2 separate regions of the Ovis aries genome follow, and region 2 is linked to region 1. Evidence: chromatin contacts called from public Hi-C data. All regions are on one chromosome and are shown on one strand. The core of a region is the stretch at or near the end of the contact, and the rest is flanking DNA. Distances in the headings are between cores, read along the strand shown. Region 1 overlaps KIFBP (kinesin family binding protein). Region 2 holds the start of SRGN (serglycin).

Region 1 (4,209 bases), core at 502-3,001:
AAATACTGCTCCTGGTTGTTATCTGTTTTGTGGAAGTAGATTGTATTTATTCTGCTGAAGCTCCTAACGTATCCCTTCCCCACTACTTTCTCCTGTGGTAACGGAAAGTTTGATTTTCATGTCTGCGAGTCTGTTTCCCAGTTGGTTCAAGGCTGTACATGTGTAAATAGCACCAGTAAGTGATCGCTTAGGATTTTTGCCTTTCTGATTCTTCATTACATCAGTTAGTAGCGTTATCCCTAGTTCCAGGTAGGTTCTGGAGATTGGCGTGATTACATTCTTTTTCATCCTGAATGAGGTTGCATTGTGAACATGTTGCAGTTCTTCTTTATCCATTCGTTTGTCGATGGATAATTTCTTTCCTTTCCTTGTCTTGGTTATTATAAAAGGTGGTGTAGGGCATGTTGGGTGCCCATGTCCTTTGAATTCTGGTTTGCTGTGCACATGTTGTTAAGGGTGGGAGTACTGGATCATTTGGCAGCTAAAGGCACTGTTATACTGAGCTCTCTAGTGGCTGTTACCGTTGACATTTCATCCACACCGGAGGAGGGTCCCCTTTTCATAACCCCGTTGTAGCACTTCCTGTCTGTAGACTTCTTGCTCATGGCCATTTTGACTGGTGCGAGTGGATACCTCCTTGCAGTTCTGAGTTGCTTGTCTCTAAATCACCCTGTTTCACACGTTTTTGGGTGCTTTATTCTTTTTTCAACATTATGAGTTGTACTTCCCTGTTGAAATTGTCTCCTTGAAAGTGTGTGCTCTGTTTAATTGTTTTCGCTTAACTTGCTGCTGGATATTTTGGAGGGCAGTTACCATAGAATCGCACCAGTGCACGCGAATATTCTGTTACCCCGGGGAAGAGTCTTAGATTGTTGTTGCGAGAAGTGGCCACACGGCGGCAGCATTTCTTCATTCCCAGCTGTAGTTACCTGAAAAAGGATGGAGCCTTACAGCGAGTCCTGCTTTGGGGTTTCAAATTACAGTGCAGTGTGCCAGAAGCAGCACCCAGCAGCTTGCTGGGATGTATTAAATTCATTTAATTTTTTTTGGAGTAAGATTGAAATACATGTATATGTGTAGGTGTGTAGAATTTTTGTGTTATAGATATGCATGTGTCTACATATGTTTAGACTCTTTGCTGTTAGTCTGAGTGTTGACTCGACCTCCCTTTGTGGATGTCGTTCCTTATTAATCATGTGTTTTGTGGGTAATAGATTGTATCTGTTTATCTCAAGCTCCTAATTTATCCCTTCCCCCCTTCTTTTTCCTGTGGTAACCATAACTTTGATTTTCAAGTCTCTGACTCTGTTTATGTTTTACCCACAGTTCATGGGTGTGCATGTGTAAAGGGCACCTACAAATGGTATCCTATGATTTTTGCCTTTCTTATTCTTGCTTACTTCACTTAATACGATTATCTCATTTTCAGGTATGTTCTGGAAACTGACATGATTGCATTCTTTTTCATCTGTGCATCAGATTGCATTTTAAAGATGTTGCATTTCTTTATCTGTTCGTCAGTAGGAAATGTTTTGGTCCAAGTCTTGATTATTGTGAATGGTGCTGCCGTGCACATTGGGTGCTGTTTCTTTTCGAAGTCTGGTTTGCTGTGCACTTACTCGTAAGAGTGGGGCTACCGGATCATTTGCCAGCTGTGGTTTTACGGTTGAAGGCACCTTTATACTGCTCTCTCTAGTGGCTGTTACCACTGACATTCTGCTGCACCATGGGAGGCTGCCCTTTTTTTAACCCCGTTGTAGCAGTTATTGTCTGTTGAATTCTTGGATACGGCCGTTTTGACCGTTGCGTGGGGATACCCTGTGGCAGTTCTGAGTTGCGTGTCTCTAAATCACCGTATTTTGCTTGTTTGCGGGTGCTCTGTTCTGTTTTTAACACTGAGTTTTCTTCCCTTTGATATTGTCGTCTCGATAGTGTACTCCATGTTTGTTTTCACTCACTGCCGGGAATTTTGGAGGCCAGGTGCCTTTTACAGTCCAACAGTGGCTGTTCTCCGAGGCAGTAGTTTTTAGGTTGCTGTTGTGGGGAATGGCCACAAGGTGGCAGCATTCCTTCATTCCCCGCTCTGGTTACCCCGCAAGCCAACAGAGCGTTAGAACCATCCTGCTTTGGTGTTATGGATCACAGCGCACTATGCCAGAAAAAGCACACAGCAGCTTACTTTGTTCCCTTTTTTTGGTTTTAAATTATTGTTTCATCGAGTAAGATTGAAATACATGTGTATGTTGTAGGTATACAGAATTTTTCACGTTACGCATATACATATGTCTACACATGTTCAGATTCTTTTCCCAGTTAGGTTGCTACAGAGTTTTGGTTAAACCTCCCTCGGTAGATATCGTTTCTTATCTCTTTCACAGGTAATAGATTGTATTTGTTCATCCCAAGCTCCTAATTCATACCTTCCCTGCTTCTTTCCCCGGTGATAACCATAAGTTTGATATTCAAGTCTGTTACTCTGCCTGTGTTTAATCAGATAGTTCATGGTTGTGCGTGTGTAAATTGCACCTGTACGTGATACCGTATAATTTTTTGCCTCTCTGATTCTTGCTTAGTTCACTCAGTAGTACTAACTCTAGTTTCAGATAGGTTCCAGAAGTCGGCATGGTGGCATTCTTTCACATGCGTAAATCAGATTGCGTTGTGAACATGTTGCTGTTCTTCTATATCCATTCGTTAGTCGATGGAAAAGTTTTTCAATTCTCGTCTTGGTTATTATAAAAGGTGTTATAGTGCACTTTTGCTTGCCAAAGTTTGTCAAATTCTGGCTTGCTGTGCCATTCTCTTAAGGATGGGACTACTGGATTATTTGGCAGATGTGGTTTTTACTGGTTAAGGAAGTGTTTTTACTGTTCTCTATGGTGGCTGTTACTATTGACATTTCAGCCGCAACATGGGAGGGCTCTCTTTTCTAAAACCCTCTGGTAGGAGTTACTGTTTGTAGACTTCTTGATCATGGCCGTTTTGATTAGTGAGAGTGGCTACTTCATCATTCTCAGTTGCCAGTCTATAAATAACCATTTCTCACATGTTTCCTGGTACTTTATTCTTTTTCTTAAAGCCGTGAGTTGTACTTCCCTGTTGAAATTGTCTTCTTCAAAGTGTGCCCTGTGTTTCATTATTTTCACTTACTTTCTCCTGGAAATTTTGGAGGGCAGGTACCATGTATAGCCCACCAGTGCTTCTGAATACGCTTCCCCTCAGCAATGTTTTTGAGGTGGTTGTTGTGGGAAGTGGCCACAAGGAGGCAGCATTTGTTAATTCCCAGCTCTGGTGGCAGGGCAAGGTGACGGAGCCTTAGAGCAAGCGCTGCTTTGGGGCTGGAAGTTAGAGTGCAGTGTGCCAGAAGAAGCAACCAGCAGCTTGTATTGTTACCTCTTTTGTGTATTAAAGTAACTTATCTTTTATCAGAGTACGTTTGGAATACAAGTTGTGTGTGTTTAGGTGTATGAACTTTTTTGTGTTACACCTATACATATATCTTCATATGTTCAGATTCTTTTCCCAGTTAGGTTATTAAAGAGTGTTGATTAGACCTCCTTTGGTAGATGTCCCTTTAGTGATTCATATCTGTTTTGTAGAAACAGATTGTCTTTTTTCATTCCAAGCTCCTTATTTATCCCTTCCCTGCTTCTCTCTCCTGTGGTAACCAAAAGTTTGATTTTCAAGTCTCTGACTCCATTTGTGTTTTCCCAGCTAGTTCAAAGTTGTGCATGTGTAAATCGCACTTACATGTGATATCGTATGACTTTGACTTAGTAGGATTATCTCTAAGTAGGTTCCGGAAATTGTCATGATGACATTCTTTGTCATGCCTGGGTTAGATTGCGTTGTGGACATGTTGTGTTCTTCTAGGTCCATCTGTTTGTCGGTGGAAAGTTGTGTCACTCCTGCGTCTTGGTTATTGTAAAAGGTGCTGCTCTGCACATCCAGGTGCCCTGTCTGTCTGAATTCCAGTTTTCTGTTCATATATGCTCAAGCATGGACTACCAGATCACCTGGCAGCTGTGGTTTTACCGCTGAAGCTAATATATACTGTTCTCTGTGGTTGCTGTTACTGTTGACATTCAACCGCACCGTAGGAGGATCTCCTTTTCTTAACCCCATTGAGCAGTTATTGTCCATAGACTTCCTGAGCGTGGCCATTCTTACCGTTTTGAGGGGATACCTTGTTGTACTTCTGAGTTGCGT
Region 2 (3,769 bases), core at 61-2,560, 180 kb after region 1:
GGGTTATTATTTCAATCTGAAACTAGTATTCCATGGTGGGGAACCGCCTGGATTTGAGCGTCTGGGGGTTGATTACTGCACTTGGAGTCGTCCCTGGACACATTTCCAGATAGTTCTGAGGAGGGTCAAAATGTGCAGGCTTTGCAGCATTTGTGGACTTGCACCACAGCTGCTCAGCGATTAGTCTGAGGCCCGTCCTTGGCAGGAAATGGTAAAGGAATCAGCAGGAAGCCAAGAACAAGGGAAGGGAAACTCCTCCCTCCTGTCAAAGGACAGGCCAGAGGGAGGATGAAAATGGAAAGTGGGCATTGCAGGGTTAGACATGCTGGGATGGACAGTGTGTGTTTCAAGGGCAAGAGTGTGTGATGAACTGTTGTGTTTATTATGTGACTTTATTATGGAGCCTGTACTTCATGTTCCTCAGGCTTCAGTCAGCATATGATCCCCAGGATACGGGGGAGATGCTATTCTTTTACTTTGTTTTGTGTTTTCTGAGGTCCAGCAGCCCACTGACAGGACAACCTCCCCTTGTTTCTGATTTCTGGCTTATTCAAAGCCAGAGCACCTGAAAGTCAAGTTGAAAAATTTTACCAGGAGGAAAAAAAAACCACACCAGACTATAAATGGAATCAAATCATAGGAAATGCTCGGTGTGAAAGAGGAGAGGACTGCAAGATCATTTTCGTGTTTTACCCAGTTCTTCATAACCAAAAATCCTCACTAGATTCTTGAGGCAGAGCGAGAGGCTGGTGGTCCAGTGAGAGAAACTGAATCTGATAAGAAGAAACCAGTTATCTGAAATCCAACAACTCTTTCTTGTGGATTAGAACTCAGCTTTGAAGTTTCACTTGTTATGCTTGGCTCTGTGAGTTATGCTACTCCTGATGAAAAATAAAATCAAGAATATTTTACATTGAAGGGCCTCAGTGATGAAAAGGCAGCATCCAACTCCCTTATCTCATCAGCTGTGCGGTTGGCTAGCAAACTTGTGTTTAGATTGTTACCTGAAGAAAGAAAAAACAAAGTGTCCTGAATGCTGATTCTACTGTGTCAGTGGGAAACAATTTCTAACAGGCAAGTGGCAAACAACAAAACTTTTGAGAAAGCAGACCTGGGGAGAGTTCACTGCAGTTTCATAATGGTATGAATAGTTCTTTTGCTGCCTTTTTTCTTTTCTTTTTTTTTTTTTTCGAAATCTTTCTGGGGTTGATGTGGATCTCTTTCTATTTGTTCAGGAAACTGTGACGTGTGTTCTGGGCAGGGTTTGAGGTTTTGGAACCTTTTCTAAAAGGGACAGAGAGCACCCGGCTACACTTCCCTGTTGTGAGGTTGGTGCACGGCTGGTGGAGCTGAAGCAAACTGGTCACCATGCAGGTGCTCCTCCAGTGCACTAGGCTTGCTCTGGCTCTTGCCTTCATCCTGATTTCATCTTCAGTTCAAGGTAAGAACCACTAATCTTATCACCTTATAATCTTCTTGTATGCCCCAGGGTCCACACAAATGATTATATTCACTCTAAGGTATAGAATATAGTATATTATGGGAAAGTAGGCCAAGAAAAAAAAAAAAAAAGAAAGAATTTGGGTAGCTGAACTCTTTAGAGTGAAATTGGTTAAGTTTGGTACAAAAAAAAAAAAAAAAAAGTTAAACTCTGAGGCAGCTATGGCCTTGTAAGTTCTTAAAATGATTGAAATGTATTATTTTATTGTCAGGTGAAAATGGCTTCCAAATTTCTAAAGCCTCAAGAAAGGAATAGAGAAAATGGTTTACCTCTAAGTGCCCACATCTATCCCAAGTTTTAATAATTAGTGATGTTATCATTATTTTGACACTGGGAAATGCTATTTTTAAAATCAGAGTAAATTTGCTTGTATTTTCTCTCCTTTTAAAAACCTGCTTCTTAGTGAAAATTCAATTATGTTTAGACACAGCTAATGAATACCCGCTCAGATTTTAAAGAAAGGCCAAAGAATTTTAGTAATTGTGTCATTGCTCAGAGAAACAGCATATTTGGAAAATTCTTGTTAGGTCTATCATTTAGGATTGTTTTAGTCAGAATGAAACAACTTAAAACCTTTAATGACTAAGAAAATGAAAATGATCAGTTTGTAAGAAAAACACAGTTTCTTCTCTTTTGGTAAATAAGGGATTATAGTCATGGCCTGATAAGTAGAAGGGAGAATTTATAGTAGAAAAACACTAAGTTCCTCCAAATCGTAAAGGAAATATTGAGTCATAGCGATGCACACATCTAGATACGTTTCTTCGAAGTGACTTCTAGTTGTCTTGTTTTTACTTCTGGTGGAAATGAAATTGTATACATAACCTGAGATACATTCATTATATATTGGAAATTTATAAAAATCACTTTCTTCTTGTTATTAAAGAAAAACCAGCAAATGATGGTGATGAAACCTTTCCATTAATCTATTTATTTTTTTAAAGGATAAAACATTGTTGATTGTAAGGAACAGGCTTTACTACAATCTTTCAGGGAAAACCTTCAGCCAGTGAAATAATTCCCTAATGTGTTCTGACAAGATCCAGGCAGTCAAGTCCATGTTTGTAGAACAGACCTGAGGGACCTGTTGGTGTTGGGTCTACTCTGACCAGAGCTCGATGAATCTTTACATCTTCAAAATCTCCCAGAAATGTCACATTTCCCACTAAGATTCAATAGGGAAAACTAAAATTAAAACAAAAGTGTTCTTTATATAATCGGTATTTTCCAGAAAGTAGTGAAGAAACCGTTATAAAATTGTATAAAGCACTAGTATTTATGTCATCACTGGGTACATTTTGCTCCGTGTTGGGAAGGGAACCAAAAATAAGAGAATGAATAGACTGAAACACTAGGGAGTTTCCAAAGGAGAAGTGCAGTTGGTATTGGAATTAAGGGTTTGTGCCCACATTTGAATAAGAAGGGAAATAGACGCCCACCCACTGGCTCTGTGTGTGTGTGTGCACGCGCGTGTGTGACATCAACTCAAGGCTGCAAAGAGGTCTCTATTTCATAATATTCTATGTGATGCCAGATATGATTCTGTAGCACTCTTTCCCCACTTAAAAATAGTTTTTTTCCTTAATCCATTGATATAACTGAATGATCAATTCCACTAGGCTTTTGGCTTGCTTTTACTGAAACGAAGCATCTCAGGTTACTGTATAAATTTGCTAGGGCTCCCATAACAAAGTACCACAGGCTGGGTGGCTTAAACAACAGGAATTTATTTCCTTACAGTTCTGGAGACTAGAAGTCCAAGATCAAGGTGTTGGCTGGGTTAGTTTCATCCTGCAGCTTTTCTCCTCAGCTTGTAGATAGCCATCTTATCTCTGTCTCCACATGGTCCTTTGTGTGTTCCTGGTTTCCTCTTCTTATAAGGACAACAGCCATACTGGATTAGGGTTCATCCATGTAAACTCATTATATCTCAACTATCTCTTTTAAGTCCCTATCTCCAAATACAGTCCTATTCTGAGGTACTAGGGGTCAGCACTTCAATACATTGAGTTGGAGTGACACAATTCAGCCCACATCAGTGACTATAAGTGAAGCTGAAATAAAAACATGCTATAAAAGCCTATCTACCAGTTGCAAAAGAGACGGTAGTTTGGCAAGATGTGGGAGACCCTGGAGAGGACAGATAGCTAATCAGTTTAATGTAGAGCTTCAGGAGATTACCGATGAGGGCTGTGAATCTCAAATTCTTTTATTAACTCTCTTTTTCAAAGATGCCCATAAAGAAGGAAAATGGAAAATCCATGAGCA

What was found. A called contact is a pair of places that touch in the nucleus more often than the background predicts.
Region 2: a contact with region 1 is called in a Hi-C map of muscle, with 5 times the contacts expected there. The contact joins the promoter of SRGN here to the enhancer-like site in region 1. A contact is called at or near these places in 11 of 16 Hi-C or Micro-C datasets (blood, hypothalamus, liver and 6 more).

What each region holds. Positions count from the first base shown.
Region 1 is chr25:24,508,725-24,512,933 of ARS-UI_Ramb_v3.0, forward strand. The region is part of intron 2 of KIFBP (kinesin family binding protein); the gene reads left to right. Among named protein-coding and RNA genes, the nearest start is that of KIFBP, 29 kb to the left of the region's middle. Within about 2 kb of position 1,752, at least 3 of the 54 cell types and tissues checked have an H3K27ac peak or open chromatin away from gene starts, as enhancers often do.
Region 2 is chr25:24,689,345-24,693,113 of ARS-UI_Ramb_v3.0, forward strand. SRGN (serglycin) reads left to right here and starts at 1,311. Exons shown (of 3, transcript XM_012105207.3): 1 at 1,311-1,441. The coding sequence starts at 1,369.